2 separate regions of the Macaca mulatta genome follow, and region 2 is linked to region 1. The links are chromatin contacts, called in public Hi-C maps. All regions are on one chromosome and are shown on one strand. Each heading gives the region's core, a stretch centred on a gene start, on an enhancer-like site or on the middle of the called end of the contact. The rest is flanking DNA. Distances are from core to core; before and after follow the strand shown.

Region 1 (5,889 bases), core at 2,396-4,895:
AGGGGTGAGAGGTGCAGGGCAGGATGGAGCGTCTGCTGTGTGGCCAAAGTCCCTGCAGGAGCCAGGAGCACAGTGGATGCAGCTGAGCCCCGGCTGTGACTACGAGAGCAACAGAGACTGGGGTGCTGGCACTAGGATCTGTCCCTGGAGGGGAGCCACATGCTCCCCACTCAGAGGAGGAGATGGAGTCTTCCCAGGGGGTGTGGGGGCTCCAGGACATGCCTGCAAGACGAGTTGCACCAGAACCCACCCAGAGCTCTGTCGTTCAGACACACGCATGCACATTCATATGTACACGACACATACATGCTCGCACATACCACACGCATGCACAGGAGGCACAGGCAGGTGACCTGCAGCATCTCTGATCCGGGTGCCTCTAAGGCCTCAGAGGCCACAGGCAGAGATGCTGTGTGCACTGTCTATCCCCATGGAGACACATGGGGGCCGTCCCTGTGGTGCAGACGAGAACGCGAAGGCTCACGGAGGGTGAGCTCTGCCCATCGCTCAGCCAGGGAGGGAGGGGCCCCTTTCAGGGAGCCGCATGCCACTCAGAGCTTGTCCCCTGGGTACTTCGCTCTGATCAAAGTGGGGCACCATCCAGGTTGAAGAGAGAAAGGGGATCCCCGAAGCCAGCACCCACCCTTGACTGGAAGACACCACAGACGATAAGTGCCCACCAGCCCCAGTGTCACCGTGTCCCAGACAACTGGAAAGGGGCCCTGGACCAGCTGTCCTGGTGGGTGCAGCCCTGCGGTCCACCTGGTAAAGCGAAGCCTCCACATGGCATCACGGGGCTGAAGAAGCCAGACAGCTGCGGTCTGTCCCCCGTGAGGCGAGGGTCGCTGCCATCCTGGCTGCCAGGCAGTTGGGTGTGACTCAGTTGTGGCCTCTGACTGTGCCAACCAAAAAGGCACCCAGAGAAGCTTCCGGAAAGATGGTTGGTTTGTCCCCTCGGTGGGGCAGGAGGTGGCAGCTCTGCTGGGTGGCTCCCAGCACCCTCCCCACCACAGAGCAGGCATCGGCGTGAGTCCGTCCACCTGTGTATTCGTCCTGTGGCCACGTGTGGCTGGCCTCATTCTGGGTATGTCGGTGGTGGTCGCCTCTAGGACAGGGAGGTCCCACGGCTCTTCAGACACAGGAGCTTGGTGGTGGCTTAGCTGTTAGAATATGAGCCTTCCAGAGTCAGACACGCCTTTGACTTCTGTTGGGCTCTGAACTGATTTTCTCAAACCCGGGGTAATTCTGTTCCTTCACTGGTGAGGTGGGGGTCACGGCGGATGGGGAAAGAGCTGATCCGGGCCAGCACTGGGGTGGGAGGGGCTGACTCCCGGGACCCCGGAGTGGTGATTGTTGCCATGGGAGGAAAGTTCCATGTGCTGCTCCCCCGAGCCTTGATTCTGGGCACTCCAGGGCAGCCAGGCCTGGCTCACATCTTCCTGCCCACAGGGAGATTCCCGTGGAGCAGGCACACGCCCTGTGGGATGTGAGTGGTCACCTGGCTTGGGCCCCAACTCCTATCAGAGAAGCGGGCAGGTCCCGAGCGAGCTGTTCGGGGCACTCAGCAGCCACACACCCAAGGAATGGGGCTGCCTTGTGCCAGGCCGGGGGTCTGGGGAAGGGCTCAGTGGGCGCTGAGCTCAGAGTGTCCTGGCAGCAGCAGTCAGCGTCCAGGATGGTCAGTGGTGAGGCCAAGCCCCGTCTTAGTGGAGGGGACGAGGTTGGGCTTTGGAGACTGGGGAGCAGGAGACATCCCTGAGGAAACACATCTACAGGCACAGAGCCGGAGAACAGCTCCTGCCATGTGGTCGATGCTGCTGAGGCCGAGGGCTGCCTCTGCCCAGCCGTCCCGCCCAGCATGGGCGTGTTCCGCTGCTGCCCAGCCGGTTGGGCTGAGAGGCTCGGGCAGCAGTGCTGGCGTCGGTGGAGTGGACCAGGCAGGGGCCCAGGGCAGGAACCCTCTGCAGATGTGCAGCCCTGAGCCCGGCAAGTCAGCTGCAGTGACATCCAGGGAGGGGTGGAAGCCCAGACTCCCCCTAGAAGGACACTGCCCTTGGCCTTCAGTCCCATGGGGCACAGATGCTGCCTGGGCTTTCTAGGGCTGGCCAGTGGTCCTGGGGTGGTGACCCCTGTTGCCCCAGGCCCAGCCTGCCTTAGTTTTATCCTCAGTCCCCACTGGCCCCTGACCTGTGCAGACTCCAGTAAGTGAGCAAGGCCGTCAGAGCTCTCCCAGGCTGTGGGGAGACAGTCCAGTCCCACATGGCTCCTGTGCCTCCGCAGTGGCCCCCTTGGAGCCCAGCTCTGAGCAGGCAGAGCGGCAGACACACGGCAGCACAGACCCTGGGCCGGCGCAGTTCCTCCAGCCACGCCAGCTGCACCTTGGCTGTGTCCCTGTCGGGCCCCAAACACCTGTGGCCGTGCCACCGGCCACCTCTTTCCCGCAGTGTCACCCCCCCACCCCTGCCAAGTGTTATGTGTGTGTTCACTGCAGGTGATGTAGGAAAGGGTGAGTCTCAGTTCAACGTTCTGGTTCCTTGGGGGCTGTCGGAACGATCCTGTGTTCTTTCCAGGGTTTTGTCTGACTGGGTTTAGATGCCCACACGTGGGAACATGTATTCAATCCCTGTGCATACAGATGGTGCCATATACAGAGAGACATAGCTTGTCTTACAAGAGTGGGGTCGCGTTGCACCGTGGCTTTTTACCTTCTTAGCTTCATTCTATCCCGAGCAGCCTCCAGGCCACCCAGGGATCCCTGCTGACCCCTGCCAGGCCCTGTCCGGAGTGCTGAACACAGAGCAGCAGGTGCTGCCAGTCCCCAGCCTCTTGGAGCCCCGGTCCCTGTGGGCGTCTTAGACGGTCGAGTTCAGCACATCTCTACGTAGAGTTTCGCAAAAGGCAACCACCGAAATGGGAGGGCCGCAGCGCCATGGCCTGGTGACGCCTGTGAGTGACTACAGCGGGGCCTGGAGGAGGAGCAGGGGGGTGAGTGCAGCCTTGGGACAGACGCTGGGGCCGACGCTGGGGCCTGGAGGAGGCGTGGGGCGGGGCTACTGCAGACTTGGGGCAGGCGCTGGGGCCTGGAGGAGGCGCGGGGAGCGGCGTGTGGGGCGGCGTGATGCGAGTGCAGCCTTGGGGCAGGCGCTGGGGCCTGGAGGAGGCGCGGGGAGGGGTTAGCGAGTGCAGCCCTGGGGCAGGCGCTGGGGCCTGGAGGAGGCACGGGGAGCGGGGCCTGGAGGAGGCGTAGGGAGCGAGGCGGAGGGCCAGGTGGTGCGAGTGCAGCCTTGGGGCAGGCGCTGGGGCCTGGAGGAGGCGCGGGGAGGGTTGGCGAGTGCAGCCTTGGGGCAGGCGCTGGGGCCTGGAGGAGGCGCGGGGAGGGTTGGCGAGCGCAGTCCTGGGGCAGGCGCTGAGGCCTGGGCCTGGCTGAGCAGCTCTACGCCTTTCAGTCTTGAGGTCTGGAAACCCGGCCAGGATCTGCCCGAGTGGGCAGTGCTGTTGGCGGGGGGTGGGGAGTGGTGCTGGCACCGTGTGGCCGGGCAGAGCCGAGGCCAGAGCAGGTCCGTCCACACACAGTCCACGAAGGGACGTCGGGCGCCCTCCACAAGCGCAGGCCCCGCCCGGCTCCGGCCCAGCCCGCAGGGACGGCCGTGCCCTTCTTTCCTCCCTGGCCGACAGCACCACCTCGTGGGCTGCGGTGCGCAGGCCGCCGGTTTCCATCCTGGAAGCCACAGCCACCGAGATCCAAGCGAGGAAGACAGATTTCCACGCCTCTTCCCCAGCTGAGCGTTCGCTGGAGGGGACGGGGCTGTCCCTACGCCACTCAGGATGATCCCCTCATAGATGCTGGGCGTCCCGACACCAGGACCCCACGCCTGTGAGGACCCCGCAGGGTGCAGACACCCCCGCCCCACATGCCTCAGCCTAGAGAGCCCCCTGGGAAACCTTGTGCTGTAAATGGTGTGGAAACTTCCCCCGCCCCGTGCCCTTCCCACGTGACCCCACAAAACCCTCAGCCGTGGACATCGGAGTTCCTCTGAACGCTCTGCCTCCCCAGACCTCCCCGACACCACGGACGTCCCGGGGCCCCGCGTAAGGGCGGCACTGCTGGGACAGGGTCTTCTCGCTGGTTCTGGTTCTGAAGGCCATGGTGGGTGCAGGGGTAACCCTGTGCCCTGGAGGGGGAGGAAATCTCTCCCGTGCGCTGGCTCCTGCTGAACCCCAGGCCCAGCTGTGGGAGAAAAGCTGCCCAGGGCCCTGCAGGAGAGGCAGGACCAGGCCTGGTGCACACGAGGGCAGAGGCACCTGGGCTGGCTGGGCTGGGCTGGGAGGTCGGTCAACGAGAAGCCGCGATCCAGGATCACTTGTGGGAACCCTAGCTGGGAACTCCTGAGATTCTCTGGGTCTCTCCCTCCATCGCCAGCGGTTAACTTTGGGACAGCGGTTAACTTTGGCCCCTTCCTGTCACACTGGGTGGGGTCCAGGGCCAGCCACAAGGTTTGGGGCTCCGTGGTACAATGCTGTGTCCAGGTCCGAAAAGGGCAACGTGGAAGCAACTCCTTGGGGACAGAGGCCAGGCCACCGTGGGGAGAGGCAGGACACAGCCCTCCTGGCCCTGAACACCTTGAGTGGCAGGTAGGGGGTGAGGACCCCACTCTGCAGATGGGAGCACCGAGGTCCCTGAGGCAGGGGTGAGGACCCCACTCTACAGATGGGAGCACTGAGGAGCCGAGGCATGAGTGATGACCCCACTCTACAGATGGGAGCACCGAGGTACCTCTGTGGGCAGCTTGGGGCCAGGCACAGACTGGCAGAGACTGGGAGCACAGCTTGTCAGGGCATCTGCGGGTGTGAGGGTCTGACACTGTCTTCAGGGCTTAGCCTTCATTCTCCCTGCAGGAGGGGACAGAATGCCCTTTGTCTTTGTAGGATATCACTGTAAGATAATATCACTGTAAGATAATAAATTTGAGCTGTTGGAAGCCACTGTTTGTGGTAATTTGTTAAAGCAGCAAATAGGAACCTCATAGACTCACGACTGAGAAAAGAACTTTTATCTGAGGAGGCAAGTCCTTTTAATTATTGGGCCCAGAGAGGCGTTCGGTTGAGGCGGCAATCATGTTCTACTCCCTCTTTGAGCTGCGTGTTCGTCTTGTGAAAGGAAAATAATTCTCGGGACCCCAAATCGCTGAGCCTAAGAGAGAAATCCAGCTGGGGACTGCACCAGGCAGATCTACCTCCCATTCTCTTCCTGAATAAGGGAATTACACAGATTTTAAAAAGCGACACGCCTCCCTTAAAGAAATTCCTTGTGGACAAAGGACAGACAGACCTCAAAGGCATCCCACTGTTCCTGTGGGACAAACGCACACAGCTAATCGCTTCCTCTGCCCTCTTGTTTCACTGAGCCAGACTGAGGCAGGAGTGACCATTCCTGTGAACTGTGCATTCAGTAAAAGGCTAATCAGAAGCTCAGAAGAATGCAACCATTTGTCTTTTGTCTCCTATGACCCGAAGCCTCCTCCCGGCTTTGAGCTGTCCTGCCTTTTTGGACCAAACCAGTGTTCATCTGATGTATGTTGATGTCTCCCTAAAATGTGTAAAACCAAGCTTTGTGCCAACCACCTCAGGGACATGCTGTCAGGACCTCCTGAGGCTGTGTCATCCATGCGTTCTTAACCTCGGCAAAATGAACTTCCTAAATTGACGGATTCATCTCAGATGCCTTTTGGTTTACAACGCTCCTAGGACGTTCATCTCAGCCGCAGCTGTCTATGAGAAGAGGTCATGGCTGCATCTGGATGCGGAAGGACCCCAGTGCTATTAATTGTTACCACAGCCAAGGGAAAGGACTCTAACCTGTACTGGTTTACGGCTGCCTTCTCGGCAAGC
Region 2 (5,889 bases), core at 1,767-4,266, 200 kb before region 1:
CTACTCACCCCTGTAACAGTTCACAAGATGAACTGGACACAGGGAAGGTGAGCAGAGAAAAACTGTTACTGTGGAAAAGACACAAGAGAGGCTGTAACAGAACAGACAAAGAATCAAAGGCCTGACACGTATGAGTGGGGAGGAAAAGGAATATCCATGATTTCACAGCTGTTTAGAAAACAGTCTTCAGAATTTAGACTAGACGGGAGATGGGGAAAAAGAAGGTGACAGATGAGGTGTAAGACATTTTCCCTTCACATTCGGTAAAAAAAATTGGGCCTACTGTGATGACTCACATCTATAATCCCAGCACTTTGGGAGACCAAGGCAGGAGGACTGCTTGAGACCAGGAGTTCAAGACTAGCCTGGGCAACATAGTGAGGCCCCGTCTCTACCAAAAAAATTTTAAAATTAGCTGGGTGTGGTGGCATGCACCTGTAGTCCCAGCTACTAGGGAGGCTGAGGCAGAAGGATCACTCGAACCCAGGAGTCTGAGGCTACAGTGAGCCACGATCATCCCACTGCAAAGGATCACTCGAACCCAGGAGTCTGAGGCTACAGTGAGCCACGATCATCCCACTGCACTCCTGGGTGACACAGAGACCTCAAAAAAACAAAAACAAAAACAAAGAAAAATTGCATAAATTTAAATAACTTCAACATAATGGAATATACACCTAAAACACTAATGACTTTTTTTTTTTTTTGAGACGGAGTCTCGCTCTATTGTCCAGGCTAGAGTGCAATGTGTGACCTCAGCTCACTGCAACCTCCACCTCCAAGGTTCAAGTAATTCTCTGCCTCAGCCTCCCAAGTAGCTGGGATTACAGGTGACTGCCACCACGTCCAGCTAATTTTTGTATTTTTAGCGGAGACGGGGTTTCACCATCTTGGTTTTGAACTCCTGACCTCGCGATCCACCCGCCTTGGCTTTCCAAAGTGCTGGGATTACAAGTGTGAGCCACGGCGCTCGACCACTAATGACATTTTTTTCAAGCTCTGAAGAGCTTTACAGTTCATACCATTACTTACTTTGTCCAGTTTCCATGACCGGAGTGCATGGGCGGCTCTGTGATATTGTGCTGGGATTACAGGTGTGAGCCACCGCGCTCGACCACTAATGACATTTTTTTAAAGCTCTGAAGAGCTTTACAGTTCATACCATTACTTACTTTGTCCAGTTTCCGTGACCGGAGTGCGTGGGCGGCTCTGTGATACTGTGCTGTCAGGTAAAGACACTGAGCCAGCCAATAGATGTCCTGGGGTTCCTCTGGAGGGAAAAATTCACATAAGTGGTCAGAGGTACAAGGTGAAATAGAAAAAAATTTAAGATTAATCAGAAAAACAATTAGCATTGTCACTTACCATGAGAGAGTGAAGCTACTTTATCTGCCCAAAATAGAGCACTTTGATACTGTTGCTGCATATCAAAAAAAAAAAAAAAAGTGGTAACTGCCCTGTTATTTCAACACTCTTAAACTGGTATCTAATATCATTATAATTCTATGTAATAAATCTACATCTCAAAACAACAATTTGTTACATCTCTATCTTATATCTCACATCGGGTGAATTTTAGTTCAATGTCACAATACAAATATTACTGTAATATCTGTGTATATACAACTCATGAAGACAATTTTTTAAAACTCATACACTGTAAAAATGTATCGCGAAACATACAAGTGAAATGCAAGTGAAACAGCAAAAACTAGTCTAACAATTCTTGTGCTATTTATATAACACTTTCAACGATCTGTTAATGGATCCCAAAGTGAATTTTAGTAGATAGAACACTATACTCAAATACCTTATATAAAACAGTTGCAGTTTTAATAACACTCAAATTTAAAAACACACACACATAAATTAACTAAGCTTCACTGAGCATGGGGAAGAACTCGCCTCCTCCAAGTCTAACAAAAATTAAGGAGCCAACAATGAGAACCAGCCACCCAGTGACCTACGGCTAGCTTTAGTCCCTGTTCTGCTCCTCGGTCCTCAGTCTTCTACAGTCTCTGCCTCAGTTCCCCTGGAGGCAAGCCAGGACCACTGCTGCCAGCCCGAGGCAGGAGGAATGGCAACGGGATGGTTACAAATATGCTCAATACCGGAGTCTCCGTCTGGAAACCAGGCCTGTCATGTTCCTCACTACGATCACAAAACACTGAATTCAGCTGACTTATGGTAAACAAAAACACTGCCCTCCAAATGGACTGCGAACATGTGGCCACGTCATTTAGCACCCAATTCCGAAAATTCTGCATTACCATGGCTTTTCTTTCCCTTCCTTTCCAATTTCCTGAAAGAGCAAGCATTTCAACAAAAAATAAACGACATTATAGATAAAACTGATGCTGCTGATTCTCGAAGACACTTCTTTCCTTTAAACACTGTTATTCACTCAAAGGTAGTGCAGGGAACACAGACATAGTTAACGAGAATTTTTAAAGTACTGATTTCAGACAACAGGCTTCTGCACATCTTTATTCACTTAAATTCAGTCCAATAAAAATTACAACTAAACCTCTCAAAAATGTTTTACTCGCTAGCCCTGCAACTTTCCTTCAAAAATTGTCCTTCAACTTGCACTGAATAGTCGGTGTTTCTTGGGCACCTCCCCAAGCGCAGAACGAGGCTCAGACCCGAGTGAGGCGCCCCCTGCGCTCCGGGGCCTCCACTCCCCAGGCTGTGAAGCGGCAGGGGCCGCTCCCTTCGGGGTAAGGCGGAGACAGCGCTGCTGGTCCCACATGAAGGCCCAGGGCCGGTCCAGTCCTTCCCCACCAAGAGCCCTGACGGCAGTCACCCCAGCCCCACGCCACGCGGAAATGGACCCGGCGCGGCCTGCCCGGGCCCCGCACTCCCAGTCCGGGCCGCCCACCTGGTCGAGGTACTGCCGGACGCGCTTCCGCAGCCGCTCTAGGTTCATGGCCGCGCGGGCCCGGCCTCACGCCGCACTCCGCCGCCCGGCGCGCGCCTCCTGCCCGCTCCGCGCCACGCCCCGTGCCCGTGCCCGTGCCCGCGCCCGCCGCCGCCGCCGCCCCAGCACTCGAAGGCCGCAGACCCGCACCTCCGCCCAGTCCCGGTGCGCCGCCCAGGCTCTTCCGCTCCAGACAGGCCCCGCCCCGGAATTCCCCGGCAAACGAGTCCCATCTGGCGCGGGAAACCGGCCCTGAGTTGCTGGTTCCGATCCCTCTCCTGGCACGTGGGCTTCTGGCCGCCGTGGGGCGAGAGCGCGGCCTCCCCGGAATCACTGCGGCGCGTTTGGGCATTGGCGAGAGACTTAGGAGGGCTCGGGGCCGGACCACCCACCCGGGCAAAAAGCAGGTGGCTGAGCAATGGAAAGTGGGGCTTTAGCTGAGCCTTCCTTCCCCAGAATGTAGTCAACATTTTAAAAACAAGAGCAACGCACTCTCATTACCAAAAAAAAAAAAAAAAATGTGTGCACAAACAGCAAAGGAAGTCAAAAGACAACCTAGGAAAAATTGGAAACCTATCACAAAATGCGAATTTCCTTATAACGTAGAGCCAGTATTCCCTTTACATATATGTAATAAGTAAGTGGGAAGAGATCAATGGTTCAGGAGAAAGACAAAAAACAGTTCACAGGGAAAGAAATGCAAATAGATTTTAACATACGAAGGAAAGCAACTTAGGTTGTTTATCAAGAATTTACATTAAAACAACATAAGCTATTGACTGACTATAGATTTTTCTTTGTCTCACAGACTCCAGAAACGTGAAAATAATGGGTGACGCAGCAGTAAGGAACAAAATGCCTTAAACAATTGCCCCCGTGGCATGGGGAGCAGTGACTGAAGTGAGTCTCACACTCACGTCCTGATAAATTTTGCATCCTTCAAATAGTTCAGACTGCTCTGAGCTATTTTTCTTTCCTCAAAACCTTCCATCATTGTATTTCCTCTACCACACTTACTAACTGGTTAAACTGATAGTGCTCACAAATATTGTGTATTACCTCACATGACAAAATGGACTTTGTAAGAGGTGACTAAGTTAAGATGGGTTGTGTGGCTGGGTGTAATGTAATCACAAGAGTTCTTACACATGAAAGTGGGCAGCAGGGGTGAGAGTCAGAGAGACTGGAAGATGCTGCTGCTGGCTTTAAAGATAGGAAGGAAGGAGGAGAAGGAGGGAAGGGAAGGGAGGGGAGGGGAGGGGGAAGGTAGGTAGATGAGCCGGGAGTGCAGGTGGCCTCCAGAAGCTGAGAAAGGCCAGGGACTGGATTCTCACCTAGATGCTCCGGGAGCACAGCACTGCTGATGCCTTGATATCCTGCAGAGACCATTTCAGGTAGTGATCAGAGGTTAGCAAACAAAATTAGAGCTCTGCCAAATATGTACATGCCTGAGGCTGGTTTGTCTAACAGAATGTTCTGTTAATTTTCCTCTCCTTACATTCTCTCCCAGTATTTGCCCTTGTTAAAGAAGATAAAATTTCAGGACCCTCTAAAACTACAAGGGGGAAGTTAAGCCCTGGAGACTGAGTCACAGAGCATGTTTGCAATTCTGCAATACTGAGTTTTGTGAAATTGAGTGTGTAAAAATCTGTGTTTTGTGGTTTTAAAAGATAATTCCTTCCTTAAACTAGTTCCTGAAATATGGTCAGGAAAACAAGACTTGGATTTTCAGTATGACCAGAATATTAAATATGCCAAGTGGTTTCTCAAGAATTTAAATGACTCTGAAAGGAAGAGAGAACAATCACCCTTCTCACTGATTAGTGAGGTGGTATTGTCGCCACACGAGAGCAGTTTACAAAGTTAGAGAATTCTGTTGGCTGAAACTGCAAAATGTTGAAGCTTTGAAAGAGCAAAAGCCACGATTAAGAAGTCAATGATTGGCAAATATGTCTTTGTTGTCATTTTACAAAGACAGTTCTAGGGTTCAGAATTAACATCTATCCAAACGTCAAATCTCGATCTACCTTGCGTTTCTCCACATCCTGCAGCTGCAGGTCTGCTCCGGTGCTGCCTTGGAGACCTCCAGGTCCACTTGGACCCCACAGACAGGGGCTGTAAGCGTCGCCTGCAGAGTTGGGCAGAGGAAGTTCAGAGCTTCCCCGCCGGGACATGAGCACCCCACTAACACTCTTAAAAAGAAAAACCTTCTGGGTTAATACCTTTTTTTTGAATTAACCTCCATCCAGGTAAAAAATGATTGATAAGTAAATGTTTGTTAATTAAAATTGAGGCTTTCTGTTGGCTTAGAAATGTTAAGCTTTGTGGCACTTACTGATGTGGAAAGTAAGACCCAGCGAGGGTAACTTACCTAACCGAGGTCCCAAAGCTGCAACTAAAACCAAGTCCCTGAGCTGACAATGGCGTCTTGGGTGTCGTACCCATTCGTGAATATATCTGGGGTTTTAAGGCAAAAGCAGGCTGTGGGGACACCGAGAACATCAGCCTGGGGTTTGCAGCTTCCCCCCTCTCCCTGCCTCTTCAGAGACGATGCCCTCTGGGTGGCAGTGATCGAGTTCTGCCAGTGTGGGGAAGCTCTGCGGGGTGAAGGGAAGCCTGGAGAGGAATATGCCGGGCTCCGCGTCGCCGGCATCACCTCCTGAAACTGCAGTAAAAGGACTGGGAGGCTATGAGAAGCAAGCTGAGCCACCCGGACAGAGCATCCTGAGGTGCCGGACGCCTTTTCTTCCTAGCATCCTGTCCCACCACCTGCAGGACACAGCAGCACTAGTCATCCTGCACAGGCTCCCTCTGCAGCTTCTCAAAGACTGCTGTCCGCAGACATGGGCCCAGCCCTGCGGACATGAGGGTAACAGCCAATTCAGAAATGTTGTGATCTCTAGCTGGTTATCTGATTATCTTTCTCACTATTAAATTAACTGAATAATGCCCTCATTTTTTGTTAGGTG

What was found. Hi-C and Micro-C count contacts between places; a contact is called where the count stands out from the background.
Region 2: a contact with region 1 is called in a Hi-C map of fetal cortical plate, with 5 times the contacts expected there. The contact joins the promoter of CDC16 here to the enhancer-like site in region 1. A contact is called at or near these places in 6 of 14 Hi-C or Micro-C datasets (CD4 T cells, blood, fetal cortex germinal zone and 3 more).

The regions. Positions count from the first base shown.
Region 1 is chr17:108,098,942-108,104,830 of T2T-MMU8v2.0, reverse strand. No RefSeq gene overlaps it. Among named protein-coding and RNA genes, the nearest start is that of C17H13orf46, 17 kb to the left of the region's middle. Within about 2 kb of position 3,645, at least 10 of the 40 cell types and tissues checked have an H3K27ac peak or open chromatin away from gene starts, as enhancers often do.
Region 2 is chr17:108,299,461-108,305,349 of T2T-MMU8v2.0, reverse strand. CDC16 (cell division cycle 16) reads right to left here and starts at 3,016. Exons shown (of 19, transcript NM_001266466.1): 1 at 2,882-3,016; 2 at 1,366-1,420; 3 at 1,173-1,270. The coding sequence starts at 2,929.